Regions from separate parts of the Sus scrofa genome. Here regions 2 and 3 are each linked to region 1. Evidence: chromatin contacts called from public HiChIP or PLAC-seq data. All regions are on one chromosome and are shown on one strand. The core of a region is the stretch at or near the end of the contact, and the rest is flanking DNA. Distances in the headings are between cores, read along the strand shown. Region 1 overlaps DISP1 (protein dispatched homolog 1). Region 2 has its middle 110 kb from the start of WDR64. Region 3 overlaps DISP1 (protein dispatched homolog 1).

Region 1 (3,347 bases), core at 553-3,052:
AAATTTAAGTTTAAGTTAAAAATAAAATCCAAAAGCATCCCAAAGATATCACAATCAGAACGATCTTGGGAGGTCCCGCTGTGGCTCAGTGGGTTATGAACCTGACTAGCATCCATGAGGATGAGGGTTCAATCCCTGGCCTTGCTCAGTGGCTTAAGGATCTGGCGTTGCTGTGAGCTGTGGTGAAGGTCACAGATGTGGCTCAGATCCCGTGTTGCTGTGGTTGTGTAGGCCGGCAGCTGTAGCTCCATTTTGACTCCTAGCCTGGGAACTTCCATATGCTGCAAATATGGCCCTGAAAAGCTCCCCCCCAAAAAAATCCCAGAACTTTCAAATGCTGGAAGTGAGGCACTGAAAAGCAAAACAAACAAAACAAAAAACCCCCCCCAGTCAATCCTCTCCCCATTCCCGTGAATGGAATGGAGACATCGCCAGTTCTGTGTTGGACAAGCCTACCCGTACCACAGGGAGTGGGGAATCGTTTTCACAAAAACAAGGTAGATGGGTGTTTATTTGTTTTGTCACTGCTGTTTTCTTCATCAGGAAAGTGAGTTTGGAAAGCATGCTGAGTAGCAGAATCTCGGCTTTCACAGCCTGTCACAGACTGGGAGTGGAGTAGATCCCTGTCTGAGAACAGGCCTTCGCTGGAGCGCTAGGGTTCTCGGCTGTCGCAGGGCCGTCGGTGAGCGTCTTTTGTTCAAGGACGCTTCATGGGCTCTGGGTTGACAGTATTTACTATTTGGAGAGCCCGTAGCTACCCTCTTGTACCCTGCTTTTTCTGACCGTAAACTACCTTTGATCTCTGACTCTGTTGGATGATTTAGGGACGTATTTAGACTACTGGGCGGGACTGGTAGCGGGGCAGGAGGGCTGGGCCCAAGGCGACGGGGGTAGGAAAGGCCAGGCCCGCTGCTGTGCCTCGGTCTTCACCACTGTGGGCCTTTGTTGACCACGTTTCTCACCTGACCACTGCTTTGCCGTGACTGTGAGAAACTACGATGTGATGTGTGAATTATGAGGCATTCATTTCATTTCAGATGTTGTGAATCGGGCTCTAAATTCACTTGACAGAAACCAGAGCTCGCCCCAGAGACTGTTCAGGAAGTAGAATTGGAGCCTGAGGCCCTGGGCCCGATTCTTGGCTTTTCCTCTTCCTGTTTGTGTCACTCTGTGCAAAACACGTTGTTTGTCTTACTCTGTTTCTCTTTACTAAAGGGAGGGCTAGTTACTTCTGCTGCAGGTTGTTGGCAGTGAGGTTTAAATGAGACGCCAAGAGAGGATTTTAGAAAGTTCGGAAGAGCTGTGTGAATGGGACGTGTCATCGGTCGATGGGAGCCTTGGGAGGCAGGCAGTGTGTCTGTCACAAGTACCTGCAGAGTTAAGGCTCGAGTCCTGAGGTGGTGACAGCTCTGACGGCAGGGCCTTGTTCATTGTACCATGTTGTGCCAGCCTTTCTACAGAACCGTGTTTATTTCATGTTCTCTGTTTCTGAGTTGAAGCACTTTGTACCATTTATTTTCAATTTCCCCACTTCCTCCGAAGTTTGCTTGTTCCTTCTCCAGCCAGAAGGAAAAGGTGTGGCAGAGCCTAGTGCCTGGTCTGTGGCTGCAGAGAGAAGCCCCCCCTTTGCAGGCTGGTCCCTAAAGTGAGGCGGGGAGGCCGCAGGGGGCGGGGGCTTCCCTCCCCGTTGGCTGCCTGCCTGCGATGAAGGGGGCAGCTGGCAGCTGGGCATCCTGAGGACACACATGCTGAGGAGAAGAAGGTTTGGGTAGAAGCGAGGCAGAGGTAGGCTTAGCAGTTGAATGGAGAATTCAGAAAAGGAGTTTGGTCTGGGTCCGGCCGTGGACCACCCGGCCTCTCTAGAGATAGTCTGTCCCGGCCACGTGGCGAGGCCCGAGCCGACTTGCCCTCCAGGGGGCGTACTTTCCAAATGCTGCCCTTCCTATGGTTCTTAGGGCTGTAAATAGTGTTCTCATGCTGATAGGTGGTAGTTAGGACGCATTTTTAAAGACATGCTCCTGTGATTATTTTTTGTAAGTTAAATATATCCTTCAAATTAGTTCTCCTGAAAGCAAACTATTGACTCATATCCTAGCTCTGTTACATGTGGCTGTATGTAATTGGGCAAGTTAGTCAATTTCTTTTGACTTTTCTTTTCTTTTTTTGCTTTTTACGGGCACACCTGCGGCATATGGAGGTTCCCAGGCTAGGGGTCGAATCGGAGCTGTAGCCGCCGGCCTACACCACAGCCACAGTCACACGGGATCCGAGCCACGTCAGTGACCTACACTACAGCTCATTCAACACTGGATCCTTAACCCACTGAGTGAGGCCAGGGATCAAACCCATGTCCTCATGGATCCTAGTCGAGTTCGTTACTGCTGAGCCACGGTGAGGACTCCTGATTCACGTTGAGGATGACGGCAGGGTAGGGCCTGCCCTAATCTAGTTTCCTTCTCTTGATTCAGATAGCCCGAGGCTCCTCTGGGGACCATGAGCCTAGATGCGGAGGTCTGAATCTGTTGGAAGCGTACTTTTCAGAGGTGCTGGGTGCACCCTCTTCTTACTGGCCCCTCTCAGAATCTGTACCCCTTAGCAGGCCAGTGCCAAGAATGCCCTCATGCCTTCTTCCCTTCCCTGCCAAGTGCAAGTTACACTCGCTAAGTCTTAAGTTTGCCTCAGTACTTCTGGGTATAATCAGTAGGTTTCCTGGCACACTTGTTTTTTTTTCCTTCATTATTTAGGGAATACTTTATTAGTTTCTGTAATCAAACCCATGTAGATAAGACCTTCCATATTTAATACACTGCGTTACCCCTGTACAAATGGAAAAAAAGAAATTGTGTTTAACATTTCTAGACCAGTGTGGCTGTTAGTTTCTGTATGATGCCAGCCCAGCACGGTACAGCTGAGATACTTTTCCCAGTTTCCTGGCACACTTGTGCATGTTCTAATATGTAGTAATATTTTCTCAAGGAAATCCCTTCTCTGGAATTTTGGAATGCCTTCGCATGCCTCTCCTTTTTAACCTCCTATAAAAATTTTCTGATGAGGAAGTATTTCATTAGAAAACATAAAGGCTGGTAGAGGCTTTACTTGTGTTCCTTCTTGTAGCCTGTTTTCTGGTTTAAATAAGCTAAAGGTTTTTGTTAAAAACATCCACAGCTTGTTATAATTGACATGTTCTCCTTTTGTCCCCCCCTGGTATGGCTCAGACATGTTTTATTGTTTCTATTTTTTATTTTTATTTGTTTATTTTTTGTTTTTTTGTCCTTTTAGGGCCGCACCCGTGGCATATGGAGGTTCCCAGGCTAGGAGTCGAATCAGAGCTATAGCTGCTGGCCTGC
Region 2 (3,347 bases), core at 573-3,072, 170 kb after region 1:
CAAAAAAATACATAAATAAATAGGGAACACGGTGAAGTACAGAAAAATAGAAAGAAGGTCATTCATTTCGGCCCCTTGATGCTCAGATGTGGTCACATGACTGACTTTGTCAGATGACCTATCTGTGCAGGTGACGTGTATCACTGCAGGCAGAAGCTCCCTGGCTCTCTATCCCCCCACCCCCCGAGGTCTGGATGGTCTGACCCAGGTGAGACTTCTCGCTGGTAAAACAGGCCTGGATGCAGCGTGATAATCAGGTCACATCTCCTGATTCGTCCTCTGCCTTGGCCGGCGAGCTTGGTACCAGAGCAATCCCACCCCAGCGCAGACGCCCATCCTGACCCAGCCGCGAGGGGACGTGGGCGGCTCCATCCACGCCTGTCCCCTCTGGAAAGACGACCCACTCACTGAACCAATGTCCATGGTGTGACGGGCCCTACCCCAGCCCTCCAGGACCCAAAGGTGAACAAGGAGCCGCCAGCACAGGTTCCCGCCGTCAGGGAGCTCGGATGGACACACAGGGGAATGACAGAACGCGCCAAGGGCAGAGAGTGCTGAGGCCTCGAGGGGGAGAACACTGGGAAATGGGGGGCGGGGAGCAGCAGGGGACCAGAGAGTGTGGCCAGGAGGGCCTTTCCTGGGGAGGTGACTGGGCTGAGACTGGAACCAGGACAAGCAGCCAGGCATGGAAAGGGGCCCAAAAGAGCAGGGCAGGACCTGGGACACACCTGTCAGGCTCAGGGATCAGAAAGGGTCCAGTGCGTTGCTGGAGAGTCATAAGCAAGGGCCGGGCAGGAGGGGACAGGGCTGGAGGGAGGCAGAAGGGCGGCAGGTGGGAGCTGTGAACACCCAGGGTCTGGGGAAGCTCTTAGAGGGCTTTGACGGTGAGAGGGACCTGCTCTGACTTACCTTGACTTTCCTGTTTGAAGGTTTGCTTTGGCCGTTGGGAGAGATGTGATCGCAGGGCAGAGAGAGAGGACAGGTGACGTGGACTAAGGTAGTGACAGTGACATGGGGAGAAGGACACACACCCGGGAAGTCCTTTGGACCTAGAGCTGATGAGATTGCAAATGAATTGGATGTGGGAGGTGAGACCCAAAGACGGCAAGGATGACGTCTGGGGCTTTGACCTTGAGCAAACCCCAACGCTGCTAAAACCTGGACAGGGACCTCACCAAATGGAAATAACAGGAGACTTAATTTCCTTAGCAGTTTTCCTAAGAGGGCATTTTGTTTTGTTTTGCTTTGTTTTGTCCTTTTTAAGGGCCGCACCTGCAGCACATGGAGGTTCCCAGGCTAGGGGTCAAATCAGAGCTTCAGCTGCTGGCCTACAGTACAGCCACAGCAATACAGGATCTGAGCTGCGTCAGCAACCTACACCACAGCTCACAGCATAACCCACGGGGTGAGGCCAGGGATCAAACCCGCAACCTCGTGGTTCCTAGTCGGCTTTGTTTCCACTGCGCCACGACAGGAATTCCTAAGAGGTCGTTCTTAATGAAGCAGGGGAGGGGCACGGGGACCTGCAGCCTCTGTCCCCTAACACTCTGTCTTCTCCTGGAGGAAGGAATGCAGGACCCTTGGGGAAGCCTGGGTAGGAGCAGGCAGGCAGAGGACGCATCGGTCGGCTTGCTGCCACGTGCCCAGAGGCTGTGCTTTATTACGGCTGGTTTTGACACACTCTTCACTGGCATCTGACCAGGCTTGAGAAGGTCAGGGGGTTAATTTTGTCCTGAAGGCACACATTAAGCCTGGCAGCTCCGCGGGAATTTAGAGTATGCTGAGAGCTCTCTGATGTCCAGCTTCGAGTGGAAGGGTGCTTAAGGCTACGCAGGAAGCAAGACTTGCCCTGGTCACATGAGGTAACCGGCAGGGCAGGGCCCGCTCTCAGCTGTTCTTAAAGCCCCAAGTGAGGTGTTCGTCCGGGTGGAGCTGCAACAAACCATGGCACCTGTGCCCGGTTGGCTCCCTCAAGATTTGGGGCTTGGCCTGGGCTCAGCTTCGTCTTCCCCTGAGGGGGAGAAAACAGGTCCTGCCTCCTGTTCTCACTGTCTTGTGAGATCTATTGATAAGCAGGCTTGGGTGGGGCAGGGCCAGGGTGGGGGTACAGGTAGCAGGTGCTCCCCTGAGATGCAGTATAATTGTTCCTTTGGTACCCATTCTACATGTCGTTACTGGCTTTGAATGTAGGACTGAAGCAACCACACAACCTAGTCGTGAAATGGGTCTCTCTTCTCTTTTGATGTTTCTTCGCTCATCCTGCCATCTTTAAACAAATAAAATGAACAAAAACTCCTAGGTTGAAACAATATATGTTCTCGTGTTAGAAAGCCAATTCGGTCAAATGTCCCACAGCTATTCAGTGTCATTACCCAGAGTTAACGATCAATAACAAGCATCCTTCCAGAAACTGTTCATGCAGAAACAACTACGCATAAGGGTAACGTACAGTATATATACACATATGTCACATTTATATAATATTATAGGTACCATTGGAATATAATACAATGCCACCCATTACATTTATAAAAACATTTTAACATGTAGATGTCAGTAAATTAAAAGGCTCTTCTGCATCCTTTTTTTATGTGCTTTTCAGGGCGTTCCACATTGGCATACACCGATCCATCTTACTTTTCCAGTGACTGACCAGTGTGGCATCCAACGGCTATACCATGATTTATGCAACCAGTCTCCTGCAGGGGTTAGTTAGCTTATTTCCAGTTCTCTCATGCTGGAGGAATCAAATCAGTGAATACACATGGTTAAAGCATACATTTTTCAAGTTGAGAATTAATATAAAGAAAGACTCCACTCATTAAGAAATGAGGAAAAGAGGAGTTGTGGCCCAGTAATCTCTAAGAACTAGACCCAAATGGCAAATGTTGGGAGGTGCTCATGGGTGCCTGATAGAAACAAATACCTCCCTCTGAAAGATGAGGCTTTCACCCCAGGCCAACAGTCCCCTGGGGAAAAGCCTAAATATGTGAACTCAAAACACTTACCCTACAGCCATAAGCCACCAAGGACAAGAATCATCAGCAACAACACTCAGAAGAATTAAATCTCCAAGAAAACCAGATATTAGAATGATCAGATATAGACTCTAAAATAGAAATGCATTAACTTATTACAGGAATGGGAGTTCCCTGGTGGCCTCACAGATAAGCACTGTTATTGCTGTGGCTCGGGTCCATCCCTGGCTTGGGAAATTCCACATAGCACAGGTGTGGCCAAAAAATAAAAAAATTTTTTAAAAAAGGATATTGAGCAAGAAGCTAATTTTAAAACACTATTGTAGGGATTAAAAGTAGAATTGAAAATATGAGAAATGAACAAAGTTA
Region 3 (3,347 bases), core at 540-3,039, 150 kb after region 1:
ACACTAAAGTGATTGAATTCACTTAATTGATTAACAGCCTATGCTTACGAAGTTGTTGATATTTGTCAGGAAGTGTTCTCAACACTTTAGTGAATGCTTTCATTTGATCCTCATGGCAGTGTTAGGAATGAAACACTGTTATTTTGCCTCCTTTACAGGTAAGGAATGTTCACGCAGGTGGTAAGTGGCAGATGCAGGATCTGAACCCAGCCAAATCCAATTCCAGAGTCTGTGCCTCTGTCCACCGTTCTTCATGCTTCCATAATACGTATTACTGCCCCCCCCTCCCATTTTTGTTTTGTCTGGTTTTACTGTATTTGCCATTTCCCACTCAACTCAACCTCAGAGACTCATCATGGCCTAGAATAAGTACCTTTTTTTTTTTTAAGAGCTAGCAGTTTATTCTATGAGTACATGTAAGACTTAATGGACTCAAAGACTGAAAAGCCAGTAAGCAGTACTGTGCCATGTCTTGTTTTATATATAATTTTATATATGTGTATATACACACTTAGCAGATGATAAAAATCAGTAGGTAGCTTACAAAAAGGCATAACAGAAAGGATTAGATAAATGAGTTGAATGAATTTCATGAAGGGAAAATAACAGGGGGAAATAAGAAAGCTCAGGACGAGAGTTAACACGGGAACGCACACCCTAGAAGCTTGTATGTTTGAGTGGTGGCTCCAAACCAGTCGTAGCCTCCCCGACAGCCAGAGCAAAAAGGAGTTTGTACTCAGAGACAAAAGTCATTTGAGTCGGGTAACAAATTTGTTTTTCGAAGAAGCCCATCTTTCTCATTCAGGAAAGGATCATTCCCACGGGCGTCATAAAAGACACATGTTGTTGCGAGGAAACAGCAGGACTGAATCTCAGCTGATCTGTAAACCCTCAGGTAGGCTGGTGGCAGGAAAGCAGGACCACAGACACATTTCTACAGAGGAGACGTCAATGGCATCTAAATGTGTAGTGTCTAAGGGTTTGGCTTGATGAATTGGCAAAATTTAGACCATCAGAAAGAAGCCATGTACTCTGCTGGGTTTTATCCTCTACTGGGCTCGTTAGGATTGGATAGCTGTGAGTTCAAGTCCCATCCCTGGCAAGAATACAGCAATTTTTGGTCCTCCTGTGAAAATCTGAGGGAGAGTCTGAAGGCATGGTCAAGCCAATGACAGATACACACCAATTAATGATTACACAGAATCAAGGCCCCAAAATTCCACCTCAGGGAGCATGGTCGTAATTTTAACTTTTGAAGTTAACTACTATTTTCGCTAATGGCAAATGCTCTTATATTCTAGTCTCGAACTCGGCTACGAGCCCAGAATAATCGATGTTTCTCCTGGAGACAGGATATTCAGGGATGTCCTAAACAACGACTGGTTAACGGTTTGGAGTTCGGATGGTGACTGTGTCTTGTTGGCTCTCCCGGCTCAGGAGCCTTATAGGACCCGCCTGTGTTGTGGCAGTCCGAGGTCCTTCCCTCGCCCGACCCCTCCCAGCTGGCATTCCCAAGCCCTTGGTTACTGACAGTATTGAGTGGGATGGCACACACAGCAAGTGATTCAGAGCCGGAGAGCTCAGGTGTGGTGGTTCGACGCCAGAAAATGCCTGGGAATCAGCGTAGTAGTGCAGAGACGGCTGTTTCAGGGTCACCTGCCGGCGCTTACAGCACCTTGAGTCCCAACTCCAGAGCTACTGAAATTACAGGCCGCTCATGCTCACCATTCAGCGGGCGTCGCTTCCCCAATGCCCAGAGCTTCCGTTTCTGGTTGTCACAGAGGCTGGTTTGCTCAGACCATCTCAAAAGGAGCCTCCGTTGACTGCCCTTTTCCCCTCGGCTTTGACCTTCCTACGGGAGGTGCTGGCAGAGTCATTAGTCACAAGATACGTGTTCCTGTGATCTTGACTCTGCTGGAGCCCGTCACCCTGTCTTAGGCTTTGCACAGTGTGGACGTTGCAGCTCAGAGGAATCAGCTTGTAGACAGAATCTGAAATTTGATGCCTAAGACCCTTTTTTCTAGGATAGTTTTTTTAAATTATTTATTTGGCTGCCCCTGGGGCATGCAGAAGTTCCCAGGCCAAGGATCACACCTGCACCACAGCAGTGCAAACGCCTGATCCTTAACCAGCTGAGCCACCGGGGAACTCCACTAGGCAGCTTTTGGGTACAGCTGGACTATTCCCCCCAAAACTTAGAGGACCCCAGAGATGTGTCTTAGGAGAGCTGTGGAGTCCTTGCTTTTTCTTTCCTCTCTAGGCTCCCTTCACCTTTGACCCCTGAGGAACGAGGTCACAAAGGGAAGCAGAGCCCAGCAGTTGACTGAACCCGGGATTAAGGGCCTGGTTTTCTTCCCTTTCCTCTTTTCTCAGCTCTTAACGTATCTCCAGCCTGGCTGTTAGTTTTAAAGTGAAGGAATCGCTTGAAGCTCTGCCGCTGTTCTTTTCTCTCCTCTCCTGTCCCTCCTACTTTATGCCAACTCCGCCCCTACTACTGTCTGCGTCGGGGATGCGGGAAGGGGTATGGTTGTCACCGTAGAAGCAGAATCAGGCCCTAAAACTCCTCGTCTTTGCGCACCCAGAATGAAAAGGTCTATATTCCTCAGAACAGTTAGGAAGAAATTGCTCTCATGGAGTTCCCGTCGTGACTCAGCAGTAACAAAACCGACTAGTATCCATGAAGATGCAGGTTTGATCCCTGGCCTCGCTCTATGAGTTAAGGATCCCGAGTTGCCATGAGCTGTCGTGTAGGTTGAAGATGTGGCTTGTATCCGGCGTTGCTGTGGCTGTGGTGTAGGCCGGCAGCTGCAGCTCCAATTGAATCCCTAGCCTGGGAACTTCGATATGCTGCACATGAGGCCCTAAAAAGCAAAAAAAAAAAAAAAAAAGAAAATAAAAATTTTAAAAGCTATTTCCCAGAGGTTGTACATTAGCCAGCATCACCTTTCAATGCGAGGACCAGCCCTCCAGAGGCTGATTAGCGTTTATTTTTGAGAGCAGCTATCAAAGTAGTATTTGGCTTGTGTTTGTCATGTCCAGCTTTTTAATCTTCGGTCACATACCCACATTTAGAAAACCTGCAGTTATTTGAAAAGGTTATTCAAGGACAGGATTCTCTGCTTTCTTTTCCAGTTTGAGTTGGCACCCCTCTTTCATCTTTAGCATTTGGTTATTTCAGCAAGTACAGATAGGTGCCCTCTGAGCTGAGAGTGGGTTTTATAATGGATGCAGTTCATTTGCTCCCACCTGAAAACTGTCAGACAGTGGGATGGCACTGCCTTTCCTTCAGTTCACCAGGCTGACCCCAGGGACTCGCCTGGTATTTCTTCGTGGTGTAAAGCTGCTTA

What was found. HiChIP or PLAC-seq counts read pairs in DNA pulled down with a chosen protein or histone mark.
Region 2: an H3K27ac HiChIP or PLAC-seq map of skeletal muscle shows a contact between it and region 1. The contact joins two enhancer-like sites. A contact is called at or near these places in 1 of 47 Hi-C or Micro-C datasets (epiblast stem cells) and 2 of 2 datasets of contacts at active chromatin or transcription factors (alveolar macrophages and skeletal muscle).
Region 3: a contact with region 1 is called in an H3K27ac HiChIP or PLAC-seq map of alveolar macrophages. The contact joins two enhancer-like sites. A contact is called at or near these places in 2 of 2 datasets of contacts at active chromatin or transcription factors (alveolar macrophages and skeletal muscle).

What each region holds. Positions count from the first base shown.
Region 1 is chr10:11,552,424-11,555,770 of Sscrofa11.1, forward strand. All of the region lies in intron 1 of DISP1 (protein dispatched homolog 1), which reads left to right. Among named protein-coding and RNA genes, the nearest start is that of DISP1, 28 kb to the left of the region's middle. Within about 2 kb of position 1,803, at least 22 of the 83 cell types and tissues checked have an H3K27ac peak or open chromatin away from gene starts, as enhancers often do. A contact at or near this core is called in alveolar macrophages and skeletal muscle, where this site is marked.
Region 2 is chr10:11,725,564-11,728,910 of Sscrofa11.1, forward strand. No RefSeq gene overlaps it. Among named protein-coding and RNA genes, the nearest start is that of WDR64, 110 kb to the right of the region's middle. Within about 2 kb of position 1,823, at least 5 of the 83 cell types and tissues checked have an H3K27ac peak or open chromatin away from gene starts, as enhancers often do. A contact at or near this core is called in skeletal muscle, where this site is marked.
Region 3 is chr10:11,701,167-11,704,513 of Sscrofa11.1, forward strand. The region is part of intron 7 of DISP1 (protein dispatched homolog 1); the gene reads left to right. Among named protein-coding and RNA genes, the nearest start is that of WDR64, 130 kb to the right of the region's middle. Within about 2 kb of position 1,790, at least 1 of the 83 cell types and tissues checked has an H3K27ac peak or open chromatin away from gene starts, as enhancers often do. A contact at or near this core is called in alveolar macrophages, where this site is marked.